Regions from separate parts of the Mus musculus genome. Here region 2 is linked to region 1. A link is a contact called in public promoter capture Hi-C data. All regions are on one chromosome and are shown on one strand. Each heading gives the region's core, a stretch centred on a gene start, on an enhancer-like site or on the middle of the called end of the contact. The rest is flanking DNA. Distances are from core to core; before and after follow the strand shown.

Region 1 (3,505 bases), core at 68-2,567:
CAGAGTACTTTCCCAAGTTCCTCACGAGGGTTGCATATGCTTTAGAGGGTCCACAATGCTTTTGTTGTCTTGTCCTGCTTCTCTAGTCCAGGGGAGACCAAAAGCTCATACTCCTAACCCTAGGAAAGGGTTTTAGGGAGCCAAGGACCAGAGAGCCACAGGACTATCCAGAAAGAAACCCATCAGGGGTGTAGCACAGGGTTAGCCAAGCCCCTGTGGGGTGCTTGGATCAGGAGAGGATACCTCAGTGGTTAAGGTTCTGATGGACGCACATATACATAGATGTACTCACTTATCTATGGTACAGATGGGTGGGGAAGAGGTTGCTCTTTACTCTCCATCTCTGACACAAAGTGTAGCTGCTAGAGGGATGACCTCTCCTTCAACTTGTCCTGAAGCACTTACATTTAGTTGTTGAAAGCAGTAGTAGCAGACCAAGCTAGCCCCTTATCCAGCCAACACTGCACCTAACCCCAGGGATTTGCTACCAGAGCAAACTCAGTTCTGCCTGTCCCTGAAGTATGACCAGGAGACAGCCAGTTTCAAGGGCTGTCTGCCTAGCAGAGGCCAAGTGGTTTGAAGTTATTTTTAACCACAGAAGAGTTAATTTTATACAAATAAATGTAAATGTAGTTAAATGATACAGTATTTAATAAAGTGTTCCTTTTCAAGTGATGTACTTCATTTTGTTTAACCTGGTAGTAAAACCAAACTTTTGCAGTATTTTACATAGTGGCTGCAGGATGTTGGGAAAGTCAGATGAATATAGTCACAGATCAGAAAGTCGTATAAGAAACCAGTGTCAGTGCTTGGTACGTTCAGAAGGACAAGCCCTTAGATGGCTCCACATAGTTACCACCATCCCACCCTCTCACGCTGCTCTGGGCCAGATCCACTCTTAAGGGAAGGGTCATGATTGCCCACATAGGACAGGTGGGATCTGCAGGGGCCTGGCCTGCGTGCTGGAGACTCAAGCACCAGAGGCAGGGCAGATGGCCTTGCGGGGAAAAAGAGGCCACTAAGTTATTTGGCTGTTAATGGATGGCTTGTACGGTTTTAAAGCTATGGGTATAAGCTAGAGGCGGGCTCTCCCGCCTTACTGTGGCGGTGGGTAGGAGGGGCCGGTCGGGATCTTGGACTGCATCTCGGTGGGCCGGCCCTCGCCGTGGCCACACCTCCTGACTTTGAGAGGCAGTGGCGCGCACTGCCCAATCTCCCGCCAATATCCCTCGGGCCCGCGAAGGGGCAACCAATCAGAGGCCCAGCTGCTACAGCGCCAGCCTCCTGGAAGGCCGTGGGGGCTGGGGGAGGTCGCCAGTTCCTTTCCGCCTTAGTCGGGCTGTTCCATTTCTCCCGCCCTTCGGACGGCCGCATTAGGCGTTGTAGTTTAGCGACTGCCCGCAATCCCAAGGCTTGGGTTGGAGCCGGGTCCGTCAGGCGGGCGCGCAGAGCTGAGAGGGACTCCCCTGCAGGTGCGCGTCTCATGGTTTCGCCCTTCGCCGCGCGCGCGCGGGAGTTACCGAGGGGCGGGGCCGCTGCGCACTTAAGGGCGGTTGGGCAAGGCGAGCTCAGACCTCGTCAGTGCTGTTGCCGAGTGAAGTGCTTGCCGCCGAGCTGCCCTTCAGACTTCTGCCGCCATGGCCTGCAGACCTAGAAGCCCACCCGGTTATGGGAGTCGCCGCGACGGTGGTGCGAGGTAAGCGGGTCATGCGGTCTACGAGTCCTCGACTTCTCGCCGTCTGTAAGCTAAGGGTTCCCTGAACCATCGGTGCTTGGGGGCCCCGCCCACTGACCGCAGTCTGTGTCCTCAGCCCGCGGTCCCCTGCGAGATGGAGTCTCGGACGGAAGCGCAGAGCGGACGGAAGGGACCGGAAGCCCGAGGACTCCGAGGAAGGCGAGCTCCAGACTGCGGACCACCGACCTGAAAGGTGGGTCCCGACTCCTTGGAAACGGGTTGGTCACTCGGGGGGTTTGGAGACGGGCCAAGGGGACCCTCATCCCGTGGCACTCGGGTTTTCGAAGCTGGTGGAGTAGATTAGCTTACTCTGGAGATTCTCTTCAGTTTTGCTCAGTGTTAGAAGCATCTTACCAGCGACTGATAGGTGGCAGCAAAACTGGTTTTATCCGGAGTGGGTCAGCCTTTATATTTTTCACTCATAATGTCAGTAATGTCAAGGACTACTACTATGAACATCTTGTTAAAATGTTTCGACCTCCAACCCTCCCCTGCTTCCGGGGCGGGGGTGGGGGGGAGAGAGAGAGTGAGTGTGTGTGTGTGTGTGTGTGTGTGTATGTGTATTGGGGCGAGAAATTAGGTTTTATTACCTGAGTGAAAGCGAGATACAAACCAAAATTGAGTCCTAGATTATTCATACTTGTAGTTGGGTCCTTCCATTTGATAAGCTTTTGCCACGGTGTTTAGATTTTTTTCCCTGAGGCATTGTGCTTAAGTCAGTGAGGTCCCTTGGTAGCCTGATGGAGGCGGGCTAGCAAGTGAAATAGTAATTCAGAGAGACCAGGAGTGCCTTAAGAGTAAGCTGGTGATGTGAACTCTTCAGGGAAGTGCTCTCTTTGGGGACCTTTGTGTAGTGATTGATGAGAAAAGCGATCTCAGAAATTTTGACCATACCTTCTTTTATGGGCTATGGTGTTTGCTAGATGGCTGACTAGAAGGGAGGATAAGATAAGCATGGGGCTGCCAAGCCCAGTGAAGGGAATTAGTGACTTAACTCAGTGACTTCTGAATACACAGGCAATGTTGATTGAGGATAGAAAAGTCAGCCTGATTGAAACCCTTGACCATTTCTGTTGATGCCAGTCATTTCTCATGATAACAGGAGCAAAGGATGGGCAGATCTATTTTGGGAGGAAATCTTGTTAACCTTGGGGAAACTTTCAGGTGAAAATGTGAAATTACCAGCACATCTCTGAAGACATTAGACTAGTTGTGGGAGTATAGGAAAGGCCAGAGGCCAGCCCTAAGGTAGATTAAAGGAAGGTGATAGCGTTTATATCAGTGATCTCAGGTGTGATCAGGAGTTACAGGCAGGAGAATTAGAAGTTCAAGTTCTTTATTTGCTACACAGTGAGACTAGACTATCTTGTCTCAATGAAAGCAAAACAAAACCAACCAAATAAAAACCTTATTGAGCTGAAGCTTCAGACCCTGTCATGTTCCCAATTATCTGAAAATAAATGTTAGGGTTTGTTTGTGTGTGTGTTTGTTTTAAGACAGGGTTTTTCTGCATGACCTTGATGTTCTTGGAATTCACTAGGTAGACTAGGCTGGTCTTGAACTCAGAGCTCCACCTGCCTCCCAAGTTTTGGGATTAAAAGTATTTTTATGTGTATGAGTGTTTTGTTTGATAGATGTGTACCGCATGTGTGCCTGGTGCCTGTGGAGATGAGAACATTGGAGCTCCTAAAACTGGATTTATGAGTGACTGTAGGGGCTAGGAACTGAATCCATGTCCTCTGTAAGAACAGCAAGCATTCTTAATTGCTG
Region 2 (3,408 bases), core at 515-3,014, 1.0 Mb before region 1:
TACGTTAAGTACACTGTAACTGTCTTCAGGCACACCAGAAGAGGGCGTCAGATCTCATTACGGATGGTTGAGCAGTCAGCACTCTTAACCACTGAGCCATCTTGCCAGCCCCTCAAAACAGTATTATTTTGAATAATAGTATTAATTCAAAAATACTGACAGAGTAATGTCTTTTCTTTCATTTGTTTGTTTCTTTGATGATAGCTCTAGTCTCCATAGTTCTACTATAGTAGAACTCATAGTCTACTCCATAGTTCGCAGACTATGGAGCCTAGACTGCCATTGCACAGAGGATCTTCCTGCTTCAAGCCTCCTCTCTCTGCTCCTTGCTCACAGGGGTTTCAAAGCCCTTAGTTTGGTATTCAATTCTGGACACCACTCACTATAAGAAATTTCTGACAATGTTTCTTGTTAGGGCTTCCCATATTGAAAATAGTTATATTGTCCAATTAAGATTCTTCTTCCTGAAAATCACTTGGAACGTAAATGGACTTGTGGGGTTTTTTGTTTGTTTGGTTGGTTGGTTGGTTTTTCGAGACAATGTTTCTCTGTGTCGCCCTGGTTGTCCTGGAACTCACTTTGTAGACCAGGCTGGATTCCAACTCAGAAATCCACCTGCCTCTGCCTCCCGAGTGCTGGGATTAAAGGCGTGTGCCACCATGCGCCACCACTGCCCGGCTAAAATCAATTTTTAAAAGGAACAAAAAGAAAAATCAAAAACATCTGTTACTCACTGGTTTTTCTCAAAGAATATACTTCACATTCTGTGAGGTGAACACACTGAAGCTTCTTAATAGCGTCTACTTCCCATGGAACCTTTGCCTGGGTAATCCTAGAAAGTGTGCAATGCATAACTTTCCATACTCTGTCTTTCAGATTAGCAGCGCTGAGAGTGAGATGGAACTCAATCAGCCCCTTGTGCCTGTTAGGCTAGCGCTACTGTTTCAAAACAACAAAAGTTAGCCCAGGATCACTGACTGACACCCGCTAAGCTGCAGCTCCAATCCAGAATTGGTTCCAGTAGAATCAAAACTCCCTTATTAGACAATAAGGTACCAAGGAATCAGGATTCTCTCCAAGGTTAAAGTTCCTAGGAGGCGCTACCTTCGGGGAGACGGGGAGCCCGGGGTGCACCCACCTAGACGGGCCTTCAGCAACAGATTGTTGGCCACGAAGTTCTCGAGTTCCATGATCGCTGTCCTGCGCCGTCGCTGCCGCGGTTTCCGACGTCGAACTTTTCGGAGTCGAGGCAATGGAGACGGGGAAGGCTGCGGGGAAGGAGATCCTAAACCCGCGGCAGAAGCCTCGGGGCATCCCTTGTCCTTTGAGGAACGCGGCTTCTGGACGGTGGCCCTCCGCGACAGCGACCGTCTCTGTCGCTTCTTCCTCCGCCTCCTCCGGGGTCGCCACAACTGCCAACAGGAGCGCTGCCGTCGTCGCCGTCGCTGTCGCCGTCGCGGTCGCCGCGGAGATGGGACACGGGTAGGCTCGCTACGGGTTCCAGCTCTGTTGCTGTCCCGGCAAGGGGCTTCCGCTATCGGCGCCGGCGCGCGGTAGCTCGAGCTCCTCTCAGCATCATCGCCCAGGCCCAGGGCGCGTAACTCTCTCCTCAGCGCCGGGTCCTGGGCAGCACTCAACCTTCGCCGCGCCCTACCCTACCGAGGAGCTTACAAACTCGAGAGCGGTCTCCAGCGGCGACGGCGACAGCTCCAGCAGCGGCAGCCGCAGCCGCCAGTTAACTCGCAAGACAGCTGGGCCCCGGCTAACGGTTTTCCTCCAGAGGGAGCCCGAGAGCTCCCCTCGGGGCGGCGTCTGAGGATACTGTGGCGGCTCTCGGGACACTACAGATCCCATAAGGCCCAGCGCCAGGAAGTCGAGGAAGTGTGGCCTCCTGGGAGTTGTAGTCTTTAATCCAGTAAACTGTAGTGCCTGTTTAGTGTCATCCAGGACTTGTGTACTTCTCGCGAAATACGGGAAGCTGACGCACTCATCGCGAGACGAAGCTGGGCGTGGTTTTACATCAGCATCCTATGCACGAGTTTCTTGAACTGCTTGGTCTGTACGCACTGTCGTCCAAAGTGTGGCGGAGTGAATGTCATGGGGAAAGCCAAGCGGACTGGGGCGCGGAGGCAGGTCCACAAAGCGCCCGCAGGGGCGTCCGGAGGCCCGGCGAAAACTAACCCAAACCCATTTGAAGTGAAAGTCAACCGGCAGAAGTTCCAGATCCTTGGCAGGAAGACGCGCCACGATGTGGGCCTGCCCGGGGTGTCCCGCGCTCGTGCCATCAGGAAGGTGAGGGGATAGGCTCTACCCAGGTTCTGCGTACTATGCCCAGTGGCTAGTGAAAGCCATTTGGGGAGAAAAAGATTTATTTGGCTTACACTTATATATTTCCATCATTGAGGAAATTAGAGGCAGGAGCTGATGTAGAAGTCATGAGGGGTGCTGCTTACTGGCTTGCTCTCTATAGCTTGCTTAGCCTGCTTTCTTAAAGAACCTAGGACCGCTGCTAGCACATAGGTGGGCCCTCCGCGGTCAATCACTAATTAGTAAAATGCTCTTTGGGCTTGCTTGCAGCCCGGTCTTATGAAAGTATTTTTTTCCAATTGAAATTCCCTTCTTTCTGATGACTATACTTTGTGTCAAGTTTGCCTTAAACTAGCCAGCAAAACGATCAGGACTGAGGCATAACACTGCCTCTCCTTTGCTTGATATCGAATGCGCTTCCTCTGGAAACCCTTCCTCCTTGGGATCTTCCAGGTATACATTCTTCTTGACTCTTCTTGGAGCTTTTAGGGCCTAAGAGTCAATCTCTTCTGAGCTCTGAGCTGCCCTGTACCACTGCTCTGTATGCTTTGACCATGACAGTATTCGTCCCGTGGATAGGGTTTACAGAGTATGCTCTTTGAATGTTTGGAAATTGTCCTTCCTCTGAATTTCATGAGCTTGTCCCTTGGGAAGTCACTGGAATAGTACCTTTTGGGGATAACCTCATAGCTTCCATCCTTGTTCTTATGGCCCCATCTCAAGAGTATATTGTACCTTCCTTTCAAAACCAGTTCAACAAATGGCATTCTCTATGTAACTGCTGACGTTCGTTTGACTTTAAAAAATAAAAGTTTGTGAGTGCCGTTTGTGCTGTGGCTTTAATCTCTGGGGAATCGGAGACAGGTGGATCTCTGAGTTTAAGGGCTTTATGGTGAGACTCAAAACTTCCAGTTGAGTCTCAAAAAATAAATAAAAGAAATGAGTAAGTAAAAGGCAATTCATGGTTACTTTGAGAAAATTAATAGGTTAGACTTATTGGTAATGTTTGTAAAGGGGATAAGTAAGACCTAGCCTTTGCCCTTCACAGCTACAAATCTGTACTTTGTTACAAAGGATCCAGTTTACATGAGATCTTTAGAT

The links. Capture Hi-C pulls out chosen DNA fragments and counts their contacts.
Region 2: a contact with region 1 is called in a promoter capture Hi-C map of liver, with 4 times the contacts expected there. The contact joins the promoter of Grk4 here to the promoter of Slbp in region 1. A contact is called at or near these places in 7 of 39 promoter capture datasets (3T3-L1-derived adipocytes, the C10 cell line, erythroid cells and 3 more), 21 of 484 Hi-C or Micro-C datasets (B cells, CD4 T cells, CD8 T cells and 17 more), 7 of 115 datasets of contacts at active chromatin or transcription factors (astrocytes, cardiomyocytes, embryonic stem cells and 1 more) and 2 of 9 other capture datasets (liver and pancreatic islet).

The regions. Positions count from the first base shown.
Region 1 is chr5:33,650,386-33,653,890 of GRCm38.p6, reverse strand. It overlaps Slbp (stem-loop binding protein), which reads left to right and starts at 1,317. Exons shown (of 8, transcript NM_009193.2): 1 at 1,317-1,696; 2 at 1,812-1,928. The coding sequence starts at 1,638. It overlaps Tmem129 (transmembrane protein 129), which reads left to right. Exons shown (of 4, transcript NM_026698.3): 4 at 1-675.
Region 2 is chr5:34,658,735-34,662,142 of GRCm38.p6, reverse strand. It overlaps Grk4 (G protein-coupled receptor kinase 4), which reads right to left and starts at 1,764. Exons shown (of 16, transcript NM_019497.2): 1 at 1,139-1,764. The coding sequence starts at 1,190. Nop14 (NOP14 nucleolar protein) reads left to right here and starts at 1,995. Exons shown (of 18, transcript NM_029278.2): 1 at 1,995-2,292. The coding sequence starts at 2,098.